2 separate regions of the Arachis hypogaea genome follow, and region 2 is linked to region 1. The links are chromatin contacts, called in public Hi-C maps. All regions are on one chromosome and are shown on one strand. Each heading gives the region's core, a stretch centred on a gene start, on an enhancer-like site or on the middle of the called end of the contact. The rest is flanking DNA. Distances are from core to core; before and after follow the strand shown. Region 1 has its middle 16 kb from the start of LOC112802789. Region 2 has its middle 18 kb from the start of LOC112802790.

What was found. Hi-C and Micro-C count contacts between places; a contact is called where the count stands out from the background.
Region 2: a Hi-C map of leaf shows a contact between it and region 1, with 2.4 times the contacts expected there. The contact joins two enhancer-like sites. A contact is called at or near these places in 2 of 8 Hi-C or Micro-C datasets (leaf and an unstated tissue).

Annotation. Positions count from the first base shown.
Region 1 is chr5:112,186,179-112,193,305 of arahy.Tifrunner.gnm2.J5K5, forward strand. No RefSeq gene overlaps it. Among protein-coding and RNA genes, the nearest start is that of LOC112802789, 16 kb to the right of the region's middle. Within about 2 kb of position 3,488, at least 1 of the 3 cell types and tissues checked has open chromatin away from gene starts, as enhancers often do.
Region 2 is chr5:112,228,510-112,235,023 of arahy.Tifrunner.gnm2.J5K5, forward strand. No RefSeq gene overlaps it. Among protein-coding and RNA genes, the nearest start is that of LOC112802790, 18 kb to the right of the region's middle. Within about 2 kb of position 2,597, at least 2 of the 3 cell types and tissues checked have open chromatin away from gene starts, as enhancers often do.

The DNA.
Region 1 (7,127 bases), core at 2,238-4,737:
CTTCTAAATATTCAAACTACATATAATGATTCACATATATGACTTCAAATGAATAACTATGCATGGCGCGGCTTATACCTACATTATCTACATTAGAAATCCTAAGTGTGTTCACAATTCTCATGTAAGAGAACGTTTTTTATATGGATAAGTAAGTGATGTGTGTGTGTCATATTCACCAAAGCTTAATCCATAAAAAATGAGCATCTATATATGATATCAAAGAACTATTTTCCGGTCAAGAAAAACGTGTAACATAAAAAACTTCTTTTAGAACTCTTTTGAGTTTAGGTTTGTTCGATCATTACCATTTACCCTGAAAGCTTAATCAAATTGAATGCGAGTAATTTCAAAATAACTATTGTAAAAAATAAAATTTAATATTTTCAAGTTATAAATTTTACACACAATAATTTTAAACCGTTAAATTAGAGTAAATTATTATTTTTATTTATAAAAAATTAAAATATTGATAAATTAATTATCTAATAATAAATAAAACTAACTTTAATTTGTATTTGTCAAAGATGAATAAATTATTATTTTTACTATAAAAATTTAAAGTATTAACAAATTTATTCATTAAAAAATTAACATTTAGATTTTAGATATTTCTATCATACTAAAATTAATTTCATTTATTTTTTATTAAATATTTGTCAGCGTTCTAAATACATATGTAATAATAATAATTTATTCACTAAATTATAGTTAATTTTTATACTAATTATGACTACGTTTGTTTCTGAAAACAAGATATAAGATAAGACACAAAGAACACATATACAAAATTTTGTATTTTTATATATTCTGTTCGGTGATAAATTATAACAAATTATAAAAATTTAATCTTTTTTTTTCATTCAAAAAATTTGAGAAAAAAAATATAATTATAAAAAATTAACAAGAATAATGAAAGAAAAAAAAAAAATAAATTGTCTCTTGTTAGTATATCTATATTCTTTTTGTCAAGATGAACATAAAATATACTAATTCAGTATCTTTGGTGGACATAATATCTCTATTCATATCTTATCTATCAAATAAAATTTTGTGTTTCTATGTCTCTACTTCAGTATTTTATCTGTATAAATCAAACCTTAAAATTAACTATATATTCTTAGATATTTTTAATTTAAAAAGGGGTACTTCCTAGTATATAGTACGTATAAGACAAGAGATCACTAATATGAAATAAATTTTAGCGAATAAACCAATTTGGATTTGGAATAATATATATTTGAATCTAAGCTATCGTGTATCTTTTGCGGCAGTAACAACCAAATGGGAATGCCATTTTTCTCTCAAGACAAAAGACAGCAAAGTGGCACGAAAAATGGCTTTAATGAAGAAGACAAAGTCAACAAAGTTGTTCAGACTAACATCGATCTTCTTGAAGGTTCTTAATTAGTATGATTATGAAGTTAATTAAAAAGCTAAACGATAAAAGTTAAAACTAACCCCCCCCCCCCAAATTATGATGTAAACGATGACAATTCAAAAAGACTGAAACTTTAAGAAGTTAAATCTTTGATATAATCCCTTTTTAATTTGGCTTTAATTTGTTTTCGACCTATGAATTTGTGACACAAAAGAACCTAACTATCTCTTGGACCGTTCCTTTTGCAAGATTAGATTAAACAAAATAAATTTGTAATATAATGATCAAATATTTCACTATGCTTATCGTCTACATAGAATATCTTTGATTTTTATCCCCTTCTCAACGTTTAACACAATGGATAAGAAAAGAGCTCAATTAGGTTGTTAACTTTTTTCATTTAATATTAGTTAATATTTTAAAATTATTTTTTATTTTAAATTCTAAACATTAAATATTAAATTAAATTTTAAAATCTCCAAAAAGTAAATTTTAAAATATAATTTAATAATAAAAAATTAATTAATATTAATTAATTTAAAATTAATTCCTTATATTTATTCTTTAAAAAATATAAAAAACTTATTTTTAGTTAATCAATATTAATTAATTTAAGATAAATAAAATAATTTTAATACAAATTGAAAAAAATTTAATTTTTTAGTATTATTCTATTATTTATATTACGAGTAACATGTTAAAATTGATAACCTAATGTTTAATTTGCAGAAAAATTTGAACATACATGTGAAGCCAAATTTACTTTAACTTGGTCCAAGCTAGGCTTGAATTTAGTTTATTTTGTTTTGTCCTATCGTTTAGGATACATAAGACATTGGTGGAGCTTATGATTGTAACCTGGTCTATAATTGATATTACCCATGCATTTCTGAATAATTTAAACACACAAAATGAAATCTTATCCCATTATTAGGTTTTTCAAACAATGATCATTATTTGAAAATCGGTGGTGATATGCTTTAAGTTACTATCACTGAGACTGTCATAGAAAAACAAAGTGATTAGTGATTACACATACACTGCATTTAGGCATTCAATTTTACATACACTAATTATACGAGAAAAGTATACGAAATTTTTGCTAATTATTTCGTAACTGTGTTTTAGTGATCTTGTTTAGAGAGATTTGTAAAAAAATTTATGTGTCCATCTAAGTTAATACATAATTAATTGATTTTATAGTATAAATCCGTTAGGAGAATAAAATACGTATTCTTTATATATTCCTGATATAATAAATGTGTATTTAATTTTAACTAAATTTTAATTTATAGTTTTATCTGAACCAATTTATAGTCAACGGACAAATCATAAACTAAATTACTTATTACATGTGTGAAATTGAGAATTTGAGATAGCACATCCTCATCAAGATGCTTGCAATGAAAGCAATTTAATTTTAGGACGAAAATCAAACCACTACTCTGCAAATCACCCTCGATGAACAAAAATAATATTTATTTATTTAAAATTAGTCATTAAATTAATAATTATATATTTTTTAGTTAAATGGTCAACTATTAAATTAATAAAATTTATTATAATAAATTGATCAAAACTTTTATAAAAAATAATATTTTTTTAATATCAAATATGTATTTTTATACGATTCATTAATAGTTGATTTTATATATATATATATATATATATAATTTTTATATATATATATATATATATATATGAAAAAAATTTTAGATCAGCAATTTTTAATATTTTTGTCATTATTTAATTAATATAAATATTAAATTATTTTTAAGAAATAAATTTTATTAATTTATATGTATAAATTTTAAAAAATTTAGATATAAATTATATTGATTTATATGTATAAAATTATAATAAATATAAATATAAATTATATATATTTATTGTATATAAAATATTTATAAATATAAATTATTATTAATAAAAAATAATAATATTTATTGATCATCTAGTATTACTCTGTATATATATAATATAATTGATTGATTAATGATTAAATTCAAATGCCCTATACTATAGATAGTTGGTACCTAGGGCCTAGCTAGGGGAATGTAAAGCACAAATGATTGTACTTGATCTTAATTATTCACTAACTAATGATCCAAGTAGAAATGTTAGCAGTACTCATCACTTATTAGGACATCATGTATATAGTCAATAAATCAATCACATTCAACCGGTCTTTAATTTGCATGCTCAATGACCTCTCTGATCATCCGGATTCGGAATCTAATAATTGAGATCAACTAAAAAATTGTTATAAGTAAGATTCTTTAAGAGTTAAAATTAAAAAATATTATATAATTTTAAAATAAAAAATACGAATTAATAAAAAAATATTATTCTTCTTAATCTCAACTAATTTTGAAGATAAAAAAATATTAATAATTTTCTCATGATTAAAAACTGAGATAAATTTAATTTGATAAAAAAAATTAGTTAATTAATTTCAATAAATATATTATTATTATTCATTAATCTTTTATTGAATTTATTTATTTATTTATTTGATATTAAATTTAACAAAATAAATATTTTTACATATTATATAGAATTATAGAGTAGATCATTCAGACCTGCCTTTCAATTTATAAATATGGATCTTGGATTTATGAATGAAAATACTCCAAAAAACTCACAAAGAAAAAAGAAAATGAGTTAGACCAAAAAAAAAATAGACAAAAAAAGTAATTAACTTGGACAGAAAAAAAAGTAACTTAGATAAATTTTTATTGTTGATATCTCAACCTCATATATATACTAACTATATTAATTCAAAACTATATGTTCTGTTCAGTAAAACAAAAATAAAATAAAAGTAAACTTTTTAGTTAGAGAAATAGCTAAATAATGATTAATACTTAATAGTCTCGATCTTAAAAACTGATATCGTTCACAACACAAACTATCGAGGATTCAAATTCCCTTCTCTCAATATATATATTTTTTCAAAAGCTCCTCTAAACCTCGGTCCGTCCCTGCTTACACTTTTGTCATTTCTCTATTTGCACGAGTGATAACAATGATGAAAATATTTTTTCTGGAGATAATTAATAGTACCAAACAAAACAAGATACGACGAATTACGTGGGTTATATATATTTACTTGTTGGAAAACTATTACTAAGCTTTTAGTACAAATTTCCTCCTTCATTATCTTGTTTTATTATACCAGCGCAGATCTCATTAATGGTGAGTATTGTCATCATGTTTCGTAATTTCTACCGTGCATGCATATAATAATCATTAATAATTTATCCTAAAGTCTTTCAAATGCATGATTATTATTACGAATGGAAACATTTGTACAGGCCAGGTAGTTTCTTTTTTAATTAATGTGTTTAGATATAATTTAAGTTTATGTTTTTTTTTTTTAAATAAAGAAAACTCAACACATTGAAGTGAAGTGGAGCAAGAACAATTAGATATAGAGATAAATAACATAATAAATTTTAAACCGCTGTCATATCCTACAGTGCCATCAACAACTCAAAGAATTACTGCTAGTCCATTCGTTGTAGCTCCAATACGTACGTCCTATGTTGTATGATCTTCACACCTAATTTTTTATGATTAAAAATTATGTTATTACGTTTCAACCAGATGTTCCAAATTACTGCAAAGAATCTAATCAACCACTTCTTTTTCTCTTGTTTGTTATAGTGGTAGCCAGTCCATGTCTCAAACATTTCTTTCATGGTTCCAGCAGGGATGGCCCAAGCCCTACCAAACGACTTTAACCGAGTGCACCAGATTTGTCAAGTTAACTCACAACGAAGAAATAAGTGCTGAATAGACTCTACCTCTTTGTTACATAGGACACACATATTATCAGTCTGAATGATTACGCCTAACCGACTCAATCTTTTTTTAATATTTACTCTACCAATCAGCACAAACTATCCAAAAAGCTCAACTCTCGGTGGTACTACTCCTCTCCAAATAGAGCTTGTAAAATTATAACTCGTGATCTCGTTCGCCAAAATCTCCGATTGTACGACCTGCATAAAAGAGTTAATAGAAAAAATTCCTTTGTGCTCTGATAAAATTAAACATATCTAAAATATACGAAACTTATTTTTAACATGAATGAATATTTATTGTGCTCTGATAAAATTATTTTTTTGAGATCAATAAAAATTAAATTCTAGATATTTTATCTCAAAAGTTTTCATACTATATCTATATATTTTGAAAATTCAAATTAATAAATAAAGACATATAAATAATTGTATTTTACAATAATTATTGTCAATAAAACAAACTAAATAATAGTATCACAGGAAACAGAAAGAGTATATAACTTGATAGCTATATATGTATAATTGTATATAATTCTCAGCTAGTTTTTCCATCAAGAATAATTGACACAGAATAATCTAAATTATGGACCTACATTCACGTGGTCTCTCGTTCGTCACTCATGATTTCATTTTCTATTTTATTATATTGTTGTCGATGCATCATTGGTTGATTCTGTGTGTGCAGCTAATTCATGTTCATGCTTCTTTAGGAGAGGCAATATTATTCTTTCTGATGAATTGAGTGTATATTTATTAATTAGAGAGTGGTTAACTACAATCTCAACTCATGCACCACTTTAAATGCTAGTAATTATAAATATATAATAAAAAATACTAGAAAATTAAACCTTTTTTTAATTAAATCTAACTTAGTCAAATTTATATGCGTGTATTTTTTTAATATTTTTTTTCTTTTTTATTTTTCATTCATTTTTTTTCGTCTTATTGCTCTTTTTTATTTTTTTTCGTTATTTTTTTTCTTTTTTTTCTTTTTTATTATCATTAATTATCATCATTTTTTTTTAAATTTTAAAATATTATAAGTCCAGATCTTTGACAAATCTAAATCTTCGACTCACTCAATTAACAGATATATTTAAATATGTTTTAAATTCAAAAGATATATCAAATTCTTACAAATGACACAAAATATTACATCTCTTATATATTAGTCTAATATAACACAATAGACTCAATGTTAATAAAAACACATCATTTAATTAAAAATAATACATAAATTTTTTATAAATAGCAAAACAAATTTTTAAAAGTTATAAGTCTAAAATCTTAACTCATTCGTCGTATAAAATACAGTTAAATGTTTTTGAAATTAAAAAATATATCAATTATAAATAGCAAAACAAATTTTTAAAAGTTATAAGTCTAAAATCTTAACTCATTCGTCGTATAAAATACAGTTAAATGTTTTTGAAATTAAAAAATATATCAATTTATTACAAATGATACATGAATATGACTAGACATCTTATATATGAATTCAATTTCAATCAATCACTTTAATAATAAAAAAATATATTATTTTATTAAAAATGACACATAAAATTTTGGTAAACGACTCAAAAAGTCTTAAAAAGAATCACAAGCTAAGAAATTTTATGATAAATTCTAATTGGTTAAAAATTTTTTTATGTTACAATTAAAAAATTTTGGTGCTATTTTTGTTTCTGATAATTTTTAATTGGTTAAATTTTTTTGTCACGGTTAAGAAATTTCTGTGTCAAAATTAACCTAAGAAATTTTATGTGTCGCGGTTAAAAATTTTTGACACTATTTTATGATAAATTTTGCACAATTTAAAATTTTCCATCCTTCCTCCTCTTCTTCTTTGTCGTCATCTTCTTATTCTTTTTCTTCTTCATCTCCTCCATATTGTCTCATCTCATCATTCTAAGAGACTAGAGAGTGATGATTTTAGA
Region 2 (6,514 bases), core at 1,347-3,846, 41 kb after region 1:
ATTGTAAACTAAACGTAAATTATTACTAGTGGTAGTTACTATTTATGTTGACATGGAACTGGCCAGAAATCACTATAGGCTGTAGCAGTTTTTGAAGAACTTTCAACATACATAAATCGCTGTAAGTAGTAGCGGTTTATATACAAATAAGGGGTAGGTAAATCTGTGGCTACCAGTAGCGGTTTATGCATATATACCCGTCCAAGGCAATTAGGTAGTAGTAGAATATCATTTTCACATATGGATGGTGAAGAAAGTTTTCTAACTCTAGTACATTGCTCTGGTAAAATTTAGAAAAGCAAAAGACACGCTGTTAACTTTACGGATAGGGAACTACTGAGAGTTTTTATCTGGTCGTCGAATACGTTGTCAGAGCTAAAATCAGCATATTACACAAGTTGGGGGTATGTAGGACAAAGTGGGTAAAAAAATTATTTTACAAGATCCCTATTATGTGTCAACCAGTGTGAAGTATGATACATTTGTAGTAGAGTCCAATGAAGATATGCAGGTCTTGTTTTATTGTAGGCGAAATTTTTTGAAAGTTAAAATACACGAGTTGTTTGCCAAATTGAAAGATAGTGTCACAGCTATGGGGCATCAATGCTGAATCCTCAGTTGACTACGCTGGGGTGCCTCAACCTCGATGCTTGTGGTTGCACTTGCTTATCTGTTGGTTGATCTTCCATCTATTGCTGTTAGGATAACTAGTTCACCTCGTCTGAATCCTGATTTTGCAGTTGAGTCTGGACCGAATTGAGTTGAAAATGCGATGCGAGAGGATGATTCGGACGAAAAGCCCATTGACATTGTCAGGGACAATGATGAGGATATTCGGAGCAATCCACCTACATACCATGGCCCATCGAATTCCGATACAGTAACATCCTCCACATTTCTCAACCTTGAATTTGGAAGCCATTGGCCAACGCCAGACATCGATGCTACCTTTGGGAGTCAAGGACTGCATGATGCAACTACTCTTACGGAATTTCATATTGGCCAATCTTTCCAAAGTAAGGAGAAAATTCTGCTAAACGTAAATGATTACAATATCTGGTGTGGAGTTGAATACAGGGTGACAGAGTCAGACCACCTTAAATACCATGAGAGATGCAAGTAGTTCGGTAAAGGTTGCACATAGTTGATTCGTATCAAACTCCAGCATCGAAGGAGCACTTGGGAGATTTGAGATGATTCACAGTCATTTTATTTGACAGGCATCAGTCTGAACATACCGTGACCGAGATTATTCCTACCGATAACTTCTCGTTAAATACGTATCGAGTTTTTCTTAGAAATTGTACTTGCGATTGTGGCTACTTTCTGGTTCTGCACTACCCATGTTGTCATGCAATCGCCTGCTGTATTTAGTTGCGACTGAATTGGGCAATATATGTTGATGATATTAAATTCTACTTCGTACAAGTCTTAACCCTGAATAATTACTACAAATATCCTAATCCAATTCAATATATACATTAATTAAATATTTAATATATACGATTGTCTAAATAAAAAAATAGAACAAATACTAACGTACTTTAGAACAAATAACAAATGGATCATTTTTTTAAGTTTATATTTTGAATTTAAATCTTAAATTATATATTTTAATTTCTCTATCTTACATACTAGATTCTATATTCTAAAATCCAAACTCTAATACTGAAAAGAAAAAACAAACTAACCTCCTTAACAATGACTCCAACAATGTGGGCAAGGTCATTGAGTCGGTACAAGCTGTTTATACTCGAGAAAACCCAAATTCTCTCCCTGCCACCTCTTTTCTCCCTCAAAAATTTTCTCTCTCTAACCAAAATGCCTCTCCAAACCAAATGAAGGATCCACTACTGAATATTAGGTTGTTACGAGTTAAGTCGAATTGGTCCGCTCTTCCGTTTGAATATTTTAAAGAATTTGATGATGCGAAAACAATTCATTATGAAAACTTTTTAGATATCAGTAATTTTTTAGTATTTTTTGTTTATAAATATTAAATTATCTTTAAAGAGTAAATTTTATTAATTTATATGTGTAAATTCTAAAAAATATGAGTATAAATTCTATTAATTTATGTGTATAAATTATATATTTTTTGTACATAAAATTCTTGTAAATTTAAGTATAAACTATTGTTAGTCAAATACTAATAAAAAATAATAATATTATTGATTATATAGCCTTATTAATGTGTAGTAAATATGTAATTTATCGGTTCTGCTAGAAAACTAATTATGGACAAAGTCAATTTCAATCAGCTAATTAAAAAATAGATCTGTTATAAAATAAAACAAAAAAATTCCTCCATTACCTTAATTTTTCAAATTTTAAAATAAAAAAAAATTGACTTGATTGATTTATACTATAGTTGCCTCCTTAAATTTTTTCACTATTTATATATAAAATATAGGTAGACAGAGTATATAATGCAAATATAGATTATCCCCTGTAAGGAGACACAAGACACTTTACGGAACAAAATATTGTACGTATGCTGGCGCTTAAGACATAGAGAATGAAACTACGTAACTATAGACAAGGGCCTCGGGTATACCCTCCAAACTTCAAGTCAAAACGTAATCTTTTGACCACTTTTTGTGAACTTGAATAGCCGCATGCATGACGTGTAAGCTAAGCTTGGATTATTGGGTCTCTTGATGCTCATGAGAAGCCTAAAAAATAAAAAATAATAATGGTAGTAATAATAATTGCACGTTTCTTAATAATAATCCCTTCATATCTCATTTCATAATCTAAATCATCTTATCACATGGAAACTTATAGAATTCTATGGGCCAGTCTTGGATCCTTTATTGATTCTTGAGGTCGCTTACTTTAACAATTTATTAAACCATCCAAAAGCAGCCATGCTATATATATATTTTTTTACAACAGAAGATAATATATAGAGAAAAAGTCTAGCAAGTGAATAGCTAATTAATTTAAAAATCAGTCGATAATAAAAAAAATAAACATAAAAAAATATTTGAAATTAAAAACAATAAAAATATCTAAAGTTTATATATAAAAAATATTTTAAAATAAAACAAAATAAAATCAATTTAAAATACAAAATTTAAAATTTAAAAATCAAAATTTAATATTTAAAAATAAAAATTTAAAATTTAAAATTTAGTATATAAAATTTAGAATTTGGAATGATCGGGGAGAAGGCAGCAAGACTGCAGGATGCAGCCAATGGTGACTTGCCGGTGGTAGGTGTTCAATTGTAATGGTCGAAATCGGTGAAATAGTAATTTTTGTTAAAAAAAAATTGTGTAAATGAACGGATTTGTTTGTTTGTTGGCCGAAATTGGTTGATACCATGTCAATTCTTTAATTGGCTTTTATATATGAATTTAATTTTGATTTATTGTTAGCGTAAAATAGTTTTATATGTGTATTTAATAATGGAATATTATATTAGTAAAAATAACTATTTTTTATATCGATTGTGTGAATAATTATCCAAAAAATAGATATAATTAAAATTATTAATAATTTTTTTTAAAATTATAAGAAGTGAATCTTTTTTGTTGTTAATGACAATATCAAAGATAACAATGAAATAAATTTTTTTTTGTTATGTCATTTTTGTTCTTTTGTTCCTTTGGTTCTTGTATCTTTTGCTTCACTTATTGTGTTGAACTCTTTTGTTTAAAAAAAAAAAATTTGTATAATTGTATAAAATATTTTATACTCTCAATACATCAAAATTAAAATATATATATATATATATATAATTAGTTATTTAAACATTAATGCAGTGCATAGGATCTAAGGAATTCTATTCTAACTATAAATACAGGCAAGACTTCAACTCCTAATGCATTATTACAACTTAGAAAGTCAAAAGCAAAGGGTTATACAATCTTTGAAAAGTAAAAGGGGTATCAGATCTAATGAGAAAGAGTCTTTTTATAGGTGCAAATACTAATTAGATAATCGCAATGATTAAGGATGATCCGGGATTTCTTTCATTAGTTCTTGATCATTGATATTGATGATCATTTTTAATTAAGTTGGAATCTTTATATATACTCGCTAGTAAAAGATTTTGTTGAGGTCGTAGCTGAAATCAATTCTAAGTGGCGTCTCTTGAACGATTGGTAAAGTCACAAATAATAGCTAGATGCATCACAGGGTGTAGTACTTAATTTGTTTAACAAAACAAAACTTGAAAACCAAACTGTAAAACTATTAATCTCTTATTAACGAGGGAAAAAAAAAAAACAAAACTGTCACTTTGACTAGTTTATTTATTATTTTGTTTCATATAATATATGTCATTTTCTTTTTTTTATGTAAATTTATAATTGAATTGCTAGACTATTATTGTAAATATAAGAAGTAATAATGTAAAAGATATAATTATTTATATATCTCTTTTTATCAGCTTAAATTTTTAAGAGAAATAATTTTATGGTATAATATCAGCGAGTCAGAGACTTCATGACAAAAAAGATTTAGGGCCCGTTTGGGAAGCTTTAAAAGTAATTTTTTGAGCTTTTGACTTATGAAAAGTAATAGTATTAATGTCTGGTGCAATTTTCAAAACCAAATTGCAGCTTTTTAAGAAGATATTTAGGAGTTTATAAAGAAGTTAAAAAAATGACTTCTCTCATAATGCTACTACTTTTTATCACATTTCTATAAAATAAGTATTTTTAGAACTAAAAACCTAAATACAAAATAACTTATTTATAAGCTACTTTTAATATAATAATTTATTGTTTAAGTTATTTTTTCAAAAGTAGCTTAATTAAGTTCTTTATCCAAACTGGTCCTTAGAGTTTGATTCTTGTTATCTTTCAAATATATAAATATATATAAAAGATAAATAAAAATAGAAAAAAAGACCTATGCAAATATTCAAATAAATCTAAAAAAAATTTATTTGAAAAACATGTTAGATATATAATCATTTATATAATCTTTCATATGTTTTTTTTATTAACTTAAATTTTTTGAAAAATAGCTTCATGATAGTTGAAAAATGATTAATTTAATAGAAATTAAATATGATTTATACTTTTTCAAATAAGAATAGTATAATTTAATATTAAAAATTTATTTATATACTAAAATTAGTTACTAAAATAAACTATTATATATTTTTGTACATATATGTGCAATTTAATTTATTTTTAATATATATTTTATATTAATAATTAATTTTGATGGTTAATTTTAGTGTACACTGATTGATTATTTAGGATGGATGAAGTATATATATATATATATATATATATATATATATATATATATATATATTATATTAATAATTATTTTGATGGTTAATTTTAGTGTACACTGATTGATTATTTAGGATGGATGAAGTATATATATATTTAGGGCTTTGGCAAGTTTTTCAAAGTAGATTTAAAAAGAAAACTACAATTTTTTAAAAAATAAACAATTATTGCAATCTATCAAACACAAAATTTTTTAATGTTATTATATATGTATATATAATATTTTATATTAGATTATTATTTTTGTTAATATTGCTAAAATATAATTATTTATGTGTCTTTTTTTATCAATTTAAATCTTTAAAAGAAATAGTTTCGTAATATGATATTAAAATTTTTATAATAAAAAAGTTTAGAATTCAATCCTTGTTGATTCTAAAAAATTTAAACAATAATAAAAAAAGCTTATACAAATTTCATATAAATTTAAGACATCTTAAAAATTAATTATTCATATATTTTTTTTATCAACTTAAAGTTTTTAGTATATTATATGCAATCTTTTCATATATCTTAAGGTGATCGATGAAAATGACCGTAAATATATGTATTACCCTAAGTAAATGTGAGAATGACAAGCATATTAAATCAATAAAATTTCTTTGTGTTATAATTGAGAAATAATATTGACTATTAAAATTAAAGTACTGTGTGGAGCTATCAATAAAGTACTACAGTCAACCTTTTAATACACATTAATCTAAATCGTATTATCTTATTTGATATAATTATATATATAATAATAATAACTTTGTAATTACTCCATCCCCTACATATTTAATTATCGTAAGATTATATGTCTGCGAGTATCAACATCCGAAGTTTAATTACTAGTACTATATTATTATTAATGGTTAATTACAAGTTGGAGCGAGGTTCAAGTGTACAATCACATATTTAATTAGTCATGATAATAATAATAACAATAACTAGTACTAGGATATGAATGTTCCAGGGTTCAAAAACCACGTAAACAGTAGCAGTTCTGAAAGCATCCAAAGAATATTATGAGATACATATGTGCACGTGCAAATTAAAATGCACCATGAAACAGAGACGCACGCACGTTAGTGTGTGTGAATGCCAATGAGATTGGAGAAAAGAAAAGCATATCATATACATAGTAATTAGTAAGAGACTTGTGTGGTTATATTTGTTAGGTGCCGACGTTCCAACTCCCTCATCTCATCTTCATGCAAGCATGCATCTGTCCTCTTTCAATTCTTTTCATCTTACCAAAACCAAAGGGCGATGAC